Regions from separate parts of the Mus musculus genome. Here region 2 is linked to region 1. The links are chromatin contacts, called in public Hi-C maps. All regions are on one chromosome and are shown on one strand. The core of a region is the stretch at or near the end of the contact, and the rest is flanking DNA. Distances in the headings are between cores, read along the strand shown.

Region 1 (5,992 bases), core at 2,460-4,959:
ATGGAGCCTCTGCCTGGCTCTAAGGTGTTGGGAGGGTTTTATCTGCCCCCCCAAAAGGAGTCTTCCTTGACTTCTGCCATTCTCTCTCTCTCTCTTTCTCTCTCTCTCTTTCTCTCTCTCTCTTCTCCATCTCTGTCTCTCCCCTCTCTCCCCTTCCCCCTTCTCCCTCCTCTCCCCTCCCCTCCCCTCTCAGACACCCTCTCGCACTTGGACCAATATGTAGTCAAGGCTGGCCTTGGGGTCTAGCACCTTCAGACTCACCTCCTCCCCCACTACTCTCCCACCCCCACCCCCTCCCCACTTCCCTTTACAAGCATTTACCAGCACTCTTGACTCAATGTCCTTTGTCCTGTTGCTGTCTTGTGGTTGTTGCTGGATTTCTCTGTGTGGGGCCTTGCACACTAGGCAACTGTGTAGCCTCTGAGCAGTGTCTTCAGAGATCTATTTGCTACAGTGTCACTCATTTGGGAAGGCTCTTCCTTTCCTACCCCAGAGGTGTCTCAAGCCTGTGACTGCTTTATTTATTTATTTGCATATAGTATAAATTTGTTGTAAAGCTCAGGTTAAGTTTTCATTTGTTTTTAAAGGCTGAAATAAAGGCCTCTCATAGCCATTTCTGAACATAGACTTCTTAAGGAAGACAGGATATTCAAAATACCTAGTTTTGTCTTAAGTCCGTCTCTTAGCTTAACATTCCATGGTGGGGAAATAGCAGCCATATCTCCATGCACATGAGAGTCAAGACGGCTGAGGATAGAACTCAGTGGTATAGCTCATTTTTATTTATGACTTATTTTATTTGTGTGTGCATGTGCACACACGTTTGTGCGGCATTTACACACATGTGCGTGCACATCTACTCACAAGCATATGAGTGCCCATGAAGGCCAGAAGAAGATATCCAGTCCTCTGTAGCTGGAGTCACAGGCAAGTGTGAGCCTCGGAAGTGGGTGCTGGAATCACGCTACAGCCTTCTCCAGAACAGCAAGCTCTGCTCACCTGAGAGCCCTTTCTCCAGCCCCTCAGTGGTACAGTTCTTAGCTAGTTCACACAAAGACCCAATTTTGATCCAATTTCCAGAACTGAAAAAAAAGTGAGAACTGTTGTTTCTTATGAAATTCAAGAAGAACGAAGACCAAAGTGTGGACACTTTGCCCTTTCTTAGAAATGGGAACAAAACACCCATGGAAGGAGTTACAGAGACAAAATTTGGAGCTGTGACGAAAGGATGGACCATCTAGTGATTGCCATATGCAGGGATCCATCCCATAATCAGCTTCCAAACGCTGACACCATTGCATACACTAGCAAGATTTTGCTGAAAGGACCCAGATGTAGCTCTCTCTTGTAAGACTATGCCAGGGCCTAGCAAACACAGAAGTGGATGCTCACAGTCAGCTATTGAATGGATCACAGGGCCCCCAATGGAGGAGCTAGAGAAATTACCCAAGGAGCTATAGGGAACTGCAACCCTATAGGTGGAACAACAATATGAACTAACCAGTACCCGGGAGCTCTTGTCTCTAGCTGCATATGTATCAAAAGATGGCCTAGTCGGCCATCACTGGAAAGAGAGGCCCATTGGACTTGCAAACTTTATATGCCCCAGTACAGGGGAACCCCAGGGCCAAAAAGGGGGAGTGGGTGGGTAGGGGATTGGGGGGTGGGTATGGGGGACTTTTGGGATAGCATTGAAAATGTAAACGAGGAAAATACCTAATAAATAAATAAATAAATAAATAAAAAATAATAAATCCAAAAAAAAAAAAAAAGAATACATTAGCCGGGCGTGGTGGCGCACACCTTTAATCCCAGCACTCGGGAGGCAGAGGCAGGTGGATTTCTGAGTTCAAGGCCAGCCTGGTCTACAAAGTGAGTTCCAGGACAGCAAGGGCTATATAGAGAAACCCTGTCTTGGAGAAAAAAACCAAAAAACAACAACAAGAAAAAGAATAACATTGGTCATTTTTAGGAGCTAAGAGAGGTGACAAGGTATATGTGACCTACGTTACCATGCGTCATTACATTGTTGGTGACAAGGACAGAGCCACAGCCATATAATATGTGTTCATTTCTCCCCCTCCTTTACAGCCGTCATTCACCACTTAATGACAGGCACATGTTTTGAGAATTGAGCTATTGGGTAGTTGTGTCACTGTGTGAACTTTCTGCAAACTTAGCAAGTATAGGCCAACTATTTGGTATAGTTTCCTGATACAATTAAAGACTGACGTTACCAGAAACTGCATGAGGACATTGCTGGGATACAATGGCAGATGGTAATAAAATATATATTTGTGTGTGTGTCACCATACATATGTGTGTATACGTATATTATGTATTTATGTACATATGTATGTATATGTTTATATGTATATGTATGAAATTAAATTAATTAAACATTAAATTAAATATATTTAAACAAATAAAAGTTAGTAGATTTTAAAATAGTGCTTAGACATGAAATATAATAAATACAGCAGCCAGTGACATAACTTTTATAATCACTATCCAGTTTCATATTCTTGATGCAATTGCCCACCCTACACTTTTATACAATGGCGGCACAGAAGGCTTGCTCACACAACCATGGCCACAAGCACGTGAGTAATGGGTTGTGTTCATCTGTGATGAGGGCTATTTTGTCATGAGTGATGGGAAACCATCAGCTCCTAGCAATCCCGCGGGCCCTCTGTCCTCGCTGCGGTGTGCTGTTAACTGAACTGTCATGGTGCTACCCACGACCCCTGTGCTATAAGACTTCCTGTAATGACTCCACATCCTCTCGGTGGGTTCAAGTAAGGGGCTCTACTAATAGGAGTCTCTCTGTGACTGCAGGTTGAGTGGACCCCTTCCCTGCATGAAGAGATAACATGTCAGACCCTAGTGGAAACTTTACAGACCCGCTTCAGCTCATTCTTCCAACACAACAGAGGCCTGGGAGACCCTACCCATGTGTCAGAGTCCCATTCATTTTATATTTGTAGGGCTACACACCTGGAAGTGTGCTTCTCTGTAGAAGGCAAACATATCCCTTACTTATAAGTGATTCTAAATATTGTTAACACGGCGCCTCCTTAAGTAAAGAGGCAGCGAGAGGAAGTGACATGTGCCTAAAGGCAAACCTGCTGTCACTAGAATATCAGAATTCTTTCCACCCCTTCAAACATGACGCTGCCCAGCTCCTTTGATTAACATAAGATTTCAATTAAAATCATTATACCTAGCGTGTGTGTGTGTGTGTGTGCGTGTGTGTGTGTGTGTGTGTGTGTGTGTGTGTGTGTGTGTGTGTGGTGTGTGTATGGAACTTGCTTTTCTCATTCTAAAATTAGAATGTTTATAATATTCAACTCTTTATTTCAAAAAGGTCAGGATGAATAGCAATGGAAAGTAGAACACTAATCCATATCAATTTTCTTACAATGCCGAAGAAATCAACCAACTTCAGGCCCTTCGGCTGTGTGAACTAGCCGTACGTTCGCCACCCTTCTTCCTTCGTGAGGGAAGCATTAAAGATTACCCTTCCTGCACAGAGGCAGCCAGCCGCTGCATATGCCTAAAAAGGGAATATTTGAAAAATTCTTAAATTCCTTCTCGTGCCTCGTTTCCTATCCTTTTTCAAGGCGGTTTCCTAGTTTCTCACACTCCTCCCCGCTGGCAGCTGCTTCTTTGGGGCCTTTCTCTGGCCCAAAGAAGGCAGGCAGCTCCCTGCCCACAGTTGCCTGTTTAGCTGATGCCAGCCCGGTTCCCAAGCTGGAGACAGAATGTCTAATCTCCATATTATAAGCAGCTTTCAATTGCCAGGATTTTAAAAGGCATCTTCACACTAGGTCCACAGGCTGGGGACTCCTAGCCCTCTTTTCATTGGGAATTCAAACAGTTTTGGGTGGGTGGGTGGGGGATTAAGTCCCTTACAAAAAAAGAGAGAGACAACACTTAACAACTGATTCACTCTGCACAGACACTGCAGTTCGCAAAGCTTTACCTGGAGTGTAAACTCAGAGATAGAAGCCATGCTATAAAAACACTGTACTTGTAGAGTGTCTAAAGCATTATGACTGGAGGGGAATAGCTTTCTCTAGCAGTCTGGCAGGGAGAATTGACTCTCTTGAACAAAGCCATAACTTCCATAAAAACCACGGGACTGGCGAAGGCCACTAGAAAAAAAAAGAGCGTGACAATACTTCCCCAGGTCCCCCCACCCCCCCCACACACGGCAGCCCCCAGCACAGACAGCTACTTGAGTGGAAAAGGCATCTAGCCCTCTTGATTTGTTTGAATTTGCATCAGACTCTTCTTGGGATACATCCAGGATTTGCTTTTTGCAGACTTCAAAGATACCAGCAACGAAGCACTTGTGCCTTGGCTATCCCTACGGAAATGTTCCACATCTTTTCTGCATCCAGTGTTCTGCTGATCATTGCAAAAGCCAAGAGTCCAGATCCTAGGTTCAGCTGGGGTGGCTGCACTGCATTCTTGGGCTTCCTCACGGTGGCCCAGCCCAGCAAAGATGACTGAACATCTCTTGGCAAGGATTCCTGAGGCTTCTCATTCAATTTTTTTTTTTTTAGAATGGATTTCTAAGTCTTTTGTGGTTGTTTGCTCTTATACTGTACCACAAAGAAAAATGTTCCCTGGACTAGTTTCTGAGATGCAATTTGAAAAACTCACAACAAGAAGAATGGCTTGCAGAGATGGCTAAGAAGGTAACGGCGCTTGCTATGCAAGCTTTTAGGCCGGAGCTCAGATCCCCCAACACACTCTAAAGCCAGGCTACTGTCCCAAACAAGGCAGGCTATTGTGGATTATTAACACTTGAGGTTATTCTCTGACCTCCACACAAATGCTGTCGCACACATGTTCCTCACGCGCAAATGAATAGCACATGCTTAACATCAGACACACAAAAAATGGTACTAAAAGCTTTAGAAATAAAATATTCTGATATATGATCTTTCCATGATAATTCTATGAAAATAAACCATAAATTTATACATGCAGGGGTTACAAATTCCCTCAAACCAGGCTCTTGGATTTTCTCTTTTTACCCTTAAAGTAACCATCATTTTTAACAGGCTCTACTCCCCTGTTCTTGACATCTCTACTCAGATCCCCGCTGGCTCTTTGGTTTTCATAGCTACCCCTCGCATCTAAACTGTTCACGTTGGAAACTTCCCAACCTTTAAATCTCATGGCATCTCTCTTAGAAGCCCCCTGCATGGTCTCTGCACCCCCAGCCCAATCCATACTCTACCTAAATCTTCCTAATGACTTATCTGCAAACGGTCTTCCCAGTGCAAATCATCAAATGGCTACTATTGACTAAAAAGTACAGCCAACTCCTCAGCCTATCATTTAAGGAAACCGCATTGTATCTTACCCTGGACAATCAGATTTTTCTCAGCAATGGCTCTACGCTTTTCCCAGCATTCTGTGAGCCACATTATGCCCTCTGCCTAAATGCCCATACTCCCTTCTTTTTTCTGTCCCTCCCTGAATTTCTAGGTCATTGCCACCTTCCAACATCTAAATTATAAACTCTGTTATCCAAGGGCTTCAAGTGGCAGCCAGGCTCATAGCCAATTGCTTAGTGTCCTCAACTGGCTCTCCCCCTAGAAACTTTAAATGCAACATGTTCAGGGTAATAATAAAAAATAATAACCTTCTACAAACCTCTATGTCTTCATGCATTCCCTGTACCATAAAAAGAAACTTTCCATCCATTCAAATGCTCAAAACACAGACTTGGGTACCAGTCATTCTTGACTGTCTTCTCTTTAATCCGCGCCCTCTCCTCCACCTCCCACGACCTATCAGCCCACATGTTCTGCATCACATTCACCCTGTAGCTATCCTCTTTGTTAATGAAATCACCATTTTTCAACCGCCTGCAGTATAAAGCCCACCTTCATCTTTGTTATCCTCTGCTACATCCTTCCTATGGCATACAGAAAAAAATCCTTACAAATAAGCTTAATGTGAATGTAGCATC
Region 2 (5,992 bases), core at 1,613-4,112, 170 kb after region 1:
TGTCTTAAAGCTTCAGTAACTACCCAAAATGAGGGCCTTAAAAAAACAGAAGGAGAATGGGGGTGGAAGGCATGGTGGCTCTGTGGCTCAGGAGGTCGGAGGGACGAAAGCATCAGGAAGCCATCTCCACACTGCTGTGGGCTGTACCCAGCCTGAGGATGTGAATTCAGCACAACCCTTTGTTTTGACACAGGCATGTAAACTTCTGCACAGAGTCTCTGATTTGGAGTTTTTCCCTTAGGAGAACACATGCTTTACCAAACAGGACACGTTTTAGCATCAAGAAAAGGATATTTCCCCTCCGATTAAAGCTCCCCTCCTCACATCAAGGGTGTAAACTAAAAAGAATACAGTGTTCAAAGCAGAGTGATACTCTTTGACGCACCCATCCACGGAAGAAATGTAGGCTGACTGAAAGCAGCCCTGTGGGAGCTGGAGAGATGGCTCAGTGGTGAAGAACAATGACTGCCCTTCCAGAGGTCCTGAGTTCAATTCCCAGCAACCACATGGTGGCTCACAACTACCTGTAATGAGATCTGATGCTCTCTTCTGGTGTGTCTGAAGACAGCTACAGTGTATTCACATAAATAAATAAGCTGAAAGAAAGAAAGAGAGAGAGAGAGAGAAAGAGAGAGAGAGAGAGAGAGAGAGAGAGAGAGAGAGAGAGAGAGAGAGAGAGAGAGAGAAAGCCTACATGTTTCTCATACAAGTCTGATCTTTATTCATTTCTTCTGATGCTGGGATTTGAACCCAGTACCAGGCAAGCACTGTGTGTCATTTGAAAGTTGGCCAAATGAACTATTATCTTAATAAAAGTGTTTTCTTTCAGAAAAATTTACTTTTTACTATAAACTATCTTTGTAAGAGCCATTTGCTGAACTTGTGACATCTAGTATCTCAAGAGAGAGGTAAATGTCACATCTTCAGTCCCCTTTAAAACTATTCACTTTGTTTAAACAAACCAGATTGGATGATGGCAATTAATCTTAAAAACAAGTTTGCTTCGGTTTACCAAGATGATATCTTTTCTTGTCCCAGAAGTCAGAGATTTGGAAGGGGGCAAGCAGAGGGGCCACTTAGGAAACCAGTTAGAGGGTCAACCTCCGTTTTTGTTTTGTTTTGTTTTTTTAATCTAAGAAAACATGCCTTTGCCTAAGATATCAGAATTATGCCTTCCATATTAAAGTGTTTTATTTAGCCTGAAGCCAAGGAGATTTCAAATAATCCCATCAACCTCTCTGTGCGATTCTCACTCAGAAAGATGGATCAGCAAGGGGGAAGTGTTTCTGGATAGCCACAGAACTGTATTAAACTCTAAAATAAAGCATGACATAGAGAGATCAAAGGCTTGATTGAAAGAGGAAACCTGTTTCTTTAAATTCCCAAGTGTCTGGGCAGTACTGGAGAGGAAATGTAGCAGAGGCTCCCGATACAAGGAAATCTGGGTCCAGACTTGCCCCGACTTCAGGCAGACATTTAACCTGCAGGAATTGGGGTTTCCTGGTCTGCCAAACCAAGGGCAGCTATTGTCCCAGATTAAAAGGATAGCTGTGATGCAGACACAAGAGGCACACAGAACAGGCAATGGCATTTACTAGACACTGAATACATGCTACTTTCCTTCCTTTATTAGCTAGGTGCTGCTTTATGTATAAAATTCTCCACTAAAATACAGAGTCCAAAGGTGTCCCAGAGCCTTTATGTAGCAATTATGCCAATTTAAATATGAAAGTGAATTGTATGAACGGGATAAGCCTCCACATAGCCACAATCTGCAAGGATAACAATAGAAGAAACTCTGAAGGTCTCGAAAGGAAATTTTAATGAAAAAAAAAATTTCTTCTTTAAAAGTCAGCTGCTCAATAAATAGAAAAGTCAGTAGTTTATTGCAGACTTTATTTTAATATTCATGTATTTTAAGTATGTTGATTTGCTAACTGCACACTAAATCACATCGTTATTTAAATCTGCCCCCCTTCCAAATCTCCTGAAAGCAATTTCTCCTTTCACAACAGTACACATCTGACTGAGAGATTTGAGAGGTCTTGAATGCTTTCCACTTTATATTTGTTTGACTTATTGGGAGCAAGGGGGAAAAAAAACCCAAGTTGTATCTATATTTAAATAATTAAAAACAATCGACACGTTGCCTGGGCGTGACACTATCGGCAGCCTCCACATTTTAATTCAAATGTAGCTGTTCAAATCAATGTTCTGAAATGAATAAAATTAGTCATTGTACTCGATACAGATCTCATTCACAGTGACCAGGAATTATAATGGGCAGAGACTAGCTCAAAGTTGCAGGGAGTATCTTTAGTAAGATGCAAATTGTCAGAATATATCATGAACCGAAAACAGACTTCTCCCATTAAAGAAGATTAAAAACTTGGATCCTCAGCACAGGGGGTAGAAAAAAAAAAAAGGATAAAGATAAAACTTATGCCTTAGGGGAAAAAATAGAACTCCAGTGATCACTATCAAGCGACTCTTACATCTCACGCTCCGTGCTGGAAATAGCGGGCTCTGTGCTGGTAAAGCAGCCGCACCTGCTACCCGAAAGCACAGTTGCTTTCCCCTCTCCTCACATGGCTCCATTCTAACAATGAAGACAGCTAGCTCCACCGTACAACTTTGTGAATGAGACAGCCACATGCAGTTCCTCAAACGGAGAACCTGGAAGCCCAGAGCTCAAAATGGAGTTACTTAATCCTGTCACGTGAGCAACCAACCACCAAACCTCCCAGAGGGGCTCCGCTGGTGCGAAGGAGGAAGGATGCCGCTCGCTCTTCGTGCTCTCCGTAAAAATTCCTCTGCCGTTGCAGAGACCTTTCAATATTTAAGAAAATCGAATGTGAGCAAACTCCGTGTTTGCATAACAGATTATTACATCTCTCTGAAAATATTGCACCGCTGAATAAACTTCCAGCTAGAACTGGGGTGTGTGTGTGTGTGTGTGTGTGTGTGTGTGTGTGTTGGGGGGGGGGGGGGCTGAAGCAGGAAGCCTGCCTCCTCTGTGAACTGCCACGTGTCTGGCGTTCTGTGTGCTACATAAGAATTTTCGAGGGTGCCCTTTTCAGTCAGCAGAAAAGAAACAGTCCTTACATGGAAAGAGTAAATCTTACAGCACAAACCTGACAGTGCATCTCTGAAAGACGAATAGTCACTCACAGGGCATTTGAAGTTTGCCTGGCCGGTGGCAAGCAGCACTTGTGAGTCCTATCATTTCCTCTCTGTGGCTCCGCTTACTTTAAATCATGCGTTTGGAGGAACGTGAAGCTAATGGTGTTTAGGAAAGTATATTCTATGGACTCCCCACGCTTGTCCTGCCGGTATAGGGATTTGCTTACTTACACAGCTTCAGCGGGGAATGCTGCAGACAATGGCAAACGTGCATGTCTCCACTTCCCAAGTGCTGTGATTATAGGCGTCTACTGTAATGCTTGGCTCATGCACATGGCTTTAACATATTCCCTTGCAAACCTTTAGGGCTTTTGGTTGCTTCAAGAGTAGAGTTCTGCTGTTCTGCTCTGTTCTCTAAGCCTATGCTAAGCCTTGGGCTACTTCCAACTCTCCCTGGCATGCAATACATCGTTAAATATTTGTTGCCGGTGCTCGCCTTTGTGATCCATTCTCTGCTGAGGCTATCTGAAAACGCATGCCCTTTATTTTGCTTCAGGGTACTAGAGAGTGAAGCTGGGACTCACTCATGCTATGTGCATGTATCCTCAGCAACGTTTAAGTAATTAGTTAATTAACTAGTTAATCAATTAATTCTTTCCCCTAAATTTTGAACAAGTTCTCAGCAACTTGCTTAGACTATGTAGGCCTTGACTTTGTCACTGTCCTGCTCCGGTCTCCTGAGTAGCTGGGATTACAGGCCTCAGCCATTAGCCCTGACTGTAAGTTTTAGTTTTCCTGGTTGAATTCTGGCCAGTTCTGTAAGTTAAAGCTTGACATATGCTAGTTTATTTCAGTTACTGGGTGCACCTAACTACCTACTTGAGTTTCAAACTTACCAGGTCCGGACATTAAATAAAAATATTACCACATGTCATCACATCTTGGTGGAGATCAGAATACTGGCACTGCTTATTAGAAGAATCACTTTCAATTAAAAGGTGTATGGGAGAAAGGTACTTGATTGATGGTCAGTAGTTAACATTGTCAATACTCTGAATTATGAAAACAGCCTATGAGTTATTTTCTCTTTAATATTAAAGCTAGGGCTACTGAAACTATATTTTTAAAAGGAAACCAATGGTTTGAGAGTAAATTTTAACCAAATATAATGAATAAAGAAATCGAATTCATTTCACATATGTTTGGTTAAAAGCCCAAAAGCAATCATAAATTATGAATTTCAGGTCAATTTTAAAAACCCTCATTTCTGTAAAGGGTACATACACAGGACAAGAATCTATTCAGCAATAAAGAAAAATGTAATCTGAAGGAAAAGGGATAGACCTGTAAAATATATTATGTGAGTTAACTTAACCTCAGAAAGACAAATACTGTGTGCTCACTTCCATATGCAGAGCCTACCATAAATGTTTATACCGATACTTATATTAGGGGTGTTACCTCGAAACCTAATCTTTGTATGGTCACTAAAAATTTTAAATTAATAATGGAAAAAATACCCCAGTCTTTACTTGAAACTCAAATTATCTAAAAATCTCCTAAAATCTAAAGGACAGTTTCTATGTTGTTCCCAGACCGTGACATTGTTATTATTGTCTTTTCTGATTTGGGAAGCACAGGAAGAGTTACCCTGGAAACTCTGTGTTCTGAAAGCTACAAGGTCTTGGCTACAATTTGAACAAATTAAACAATATAAACAATCCTTTATTTTTCCAAATAAATTACCTTTTAAGTTTGGACATAATTCTGCTTATGAGATCATAGGATTCTCACTTCCTAGAGGCAGGTGTGTTCTTACAATTCACTGGAGTGACCAAGCCCAAGTTAAACTTGTATGATTTTATTCATCCATCATTTTTAGAAAATATTGGCCAGCATCCAGTGCTGGGTACCATACCAGAGGGATAACACATATACTAAGCACAGCTGCTGCCTTCAAAAATCTTTTAATCTAATGGTTGTACAGTCTTGCCTAGTGGCTTTTATAACTAGAAACCACATCTCTAGGAAGCTGGCTATTCCATCTTTGGATGGAGGTCAAAGTCCTTCCGCCCCAGCCGAGTCTGCTTGCCTCACCACGGCTTGCCTCCGGAATTGTGGCTACTCTTTCTAGAGCTATGGCCTGGCAGTTATTGCAACAGAACTGATCTCTAATCCTCAGACACCTACCACAATTCTCCTCCCCCTTCCCCCAAGCCTACTGTCCGAAAGATAACCATCTCTCAATCCGATTGCTATATTCATATGGCACTTTTGAAAAGCCCAGTTTTTGTGTTCACCCCCCCCCCCCATGTATGGATTTCTTGCCAAGATAACTCTTTTGAACCAACACACAGCAACACATCTCTGTCTCCCTTTTCCGAGTTCATCTTGCTGGCTTCTCCTTACCTCCCCAGACTGAAGCTGCTGCAATACGTTCCTACACTTCAACTTTGTTGACTCTAAAATTTGGAAATCTACATTTTCCTCTGTTCTTCTCTGACAGTTTCTGACATGCCTGTCTCCTTCTTACCCCTTCCACTTCGGGGAGTCCATCACCACCACTTCCTAAGGCCGTCACTCACACTCGCGGTACCACCTGAATCAACCTCTCTAGTCACTTCTTTATCTCACGGTTTTCTTTTGAATGCAACACTTAATCACTGTCCGAGTGTAGCTTGTTTTAGTTTACTTGTTTACTGGCAGTTTCCTTCCTAGAAAATTAAGCTTTTTGCTTAACATCCAAACCGGAGAAGACAGGGCAAATGGGGGATAAATGGTCCTCTTCTGGACCCTATGTACATTCAAGTTGCCTCATTTCCTGTTAAACACAATGGATATTTGCACAAGTCTTTCTCAGAGTTCTACT

What was found. Hi-C and Micro-C count contacts between places; a contact is called where the count stands out from the background.
Region 2: a Hi-C map of cerebral cortex shows a contact between it and region 1, with 1.5 times the contacts expected there. The contact joins two enhancer-like sites. A contact is called at or near these places in 14 of 484 Hi-C or Micro-C datasets (the HL-1 cell line, cerebral cortex, cortical neurons and 4 more), 6 of 115 datasets of contacts at active chromatin or transcription factors (embryonic forebrain, embryonic stem cells, forebrain and 1 more) and 1 of 9 other capture datasets (adipose tissue).

The regions. Positions count from the first base shown.
Region 1 is chr8:48,564,407-48,570,398 of GRCm38.p6, forward strand. All of the region lies in intron 2 of Tenm3 (teneurin transmembrane protein 3), which reads right to left. Among named protein-coding and RNA genes, the nearest start is that of Gm39178, 93 kb to the right of the region's middle. Within about 2 kb of position 3,710, at least 28 of the 459 cell types and tissues checked have an H3K27ac peak or open chromatin away from gene starts, as enhancers often do. A contact at or near this core is called in cerebral cortex, cortical neurons and forebrain, where this site is marked.
Region 2 is chr8:48,737,694-48,743,685 of GRCm38.p6, forward strand. It overlaps a transcript of Tenm3 not described here. Among named protein-coding and RNA genes, the nearest start is that of Tenm3, 66 kb to the left of the region's middle. Within about 2 kb of position 2,863, at least 27 of the 459 cell types and tissues checked have an H3K27ac peak or open chromatin away from gene starts, as enhancers often do. A contact at or near this core is called in cerebral cortex, cortical neurons and forebrain, where this site is marked.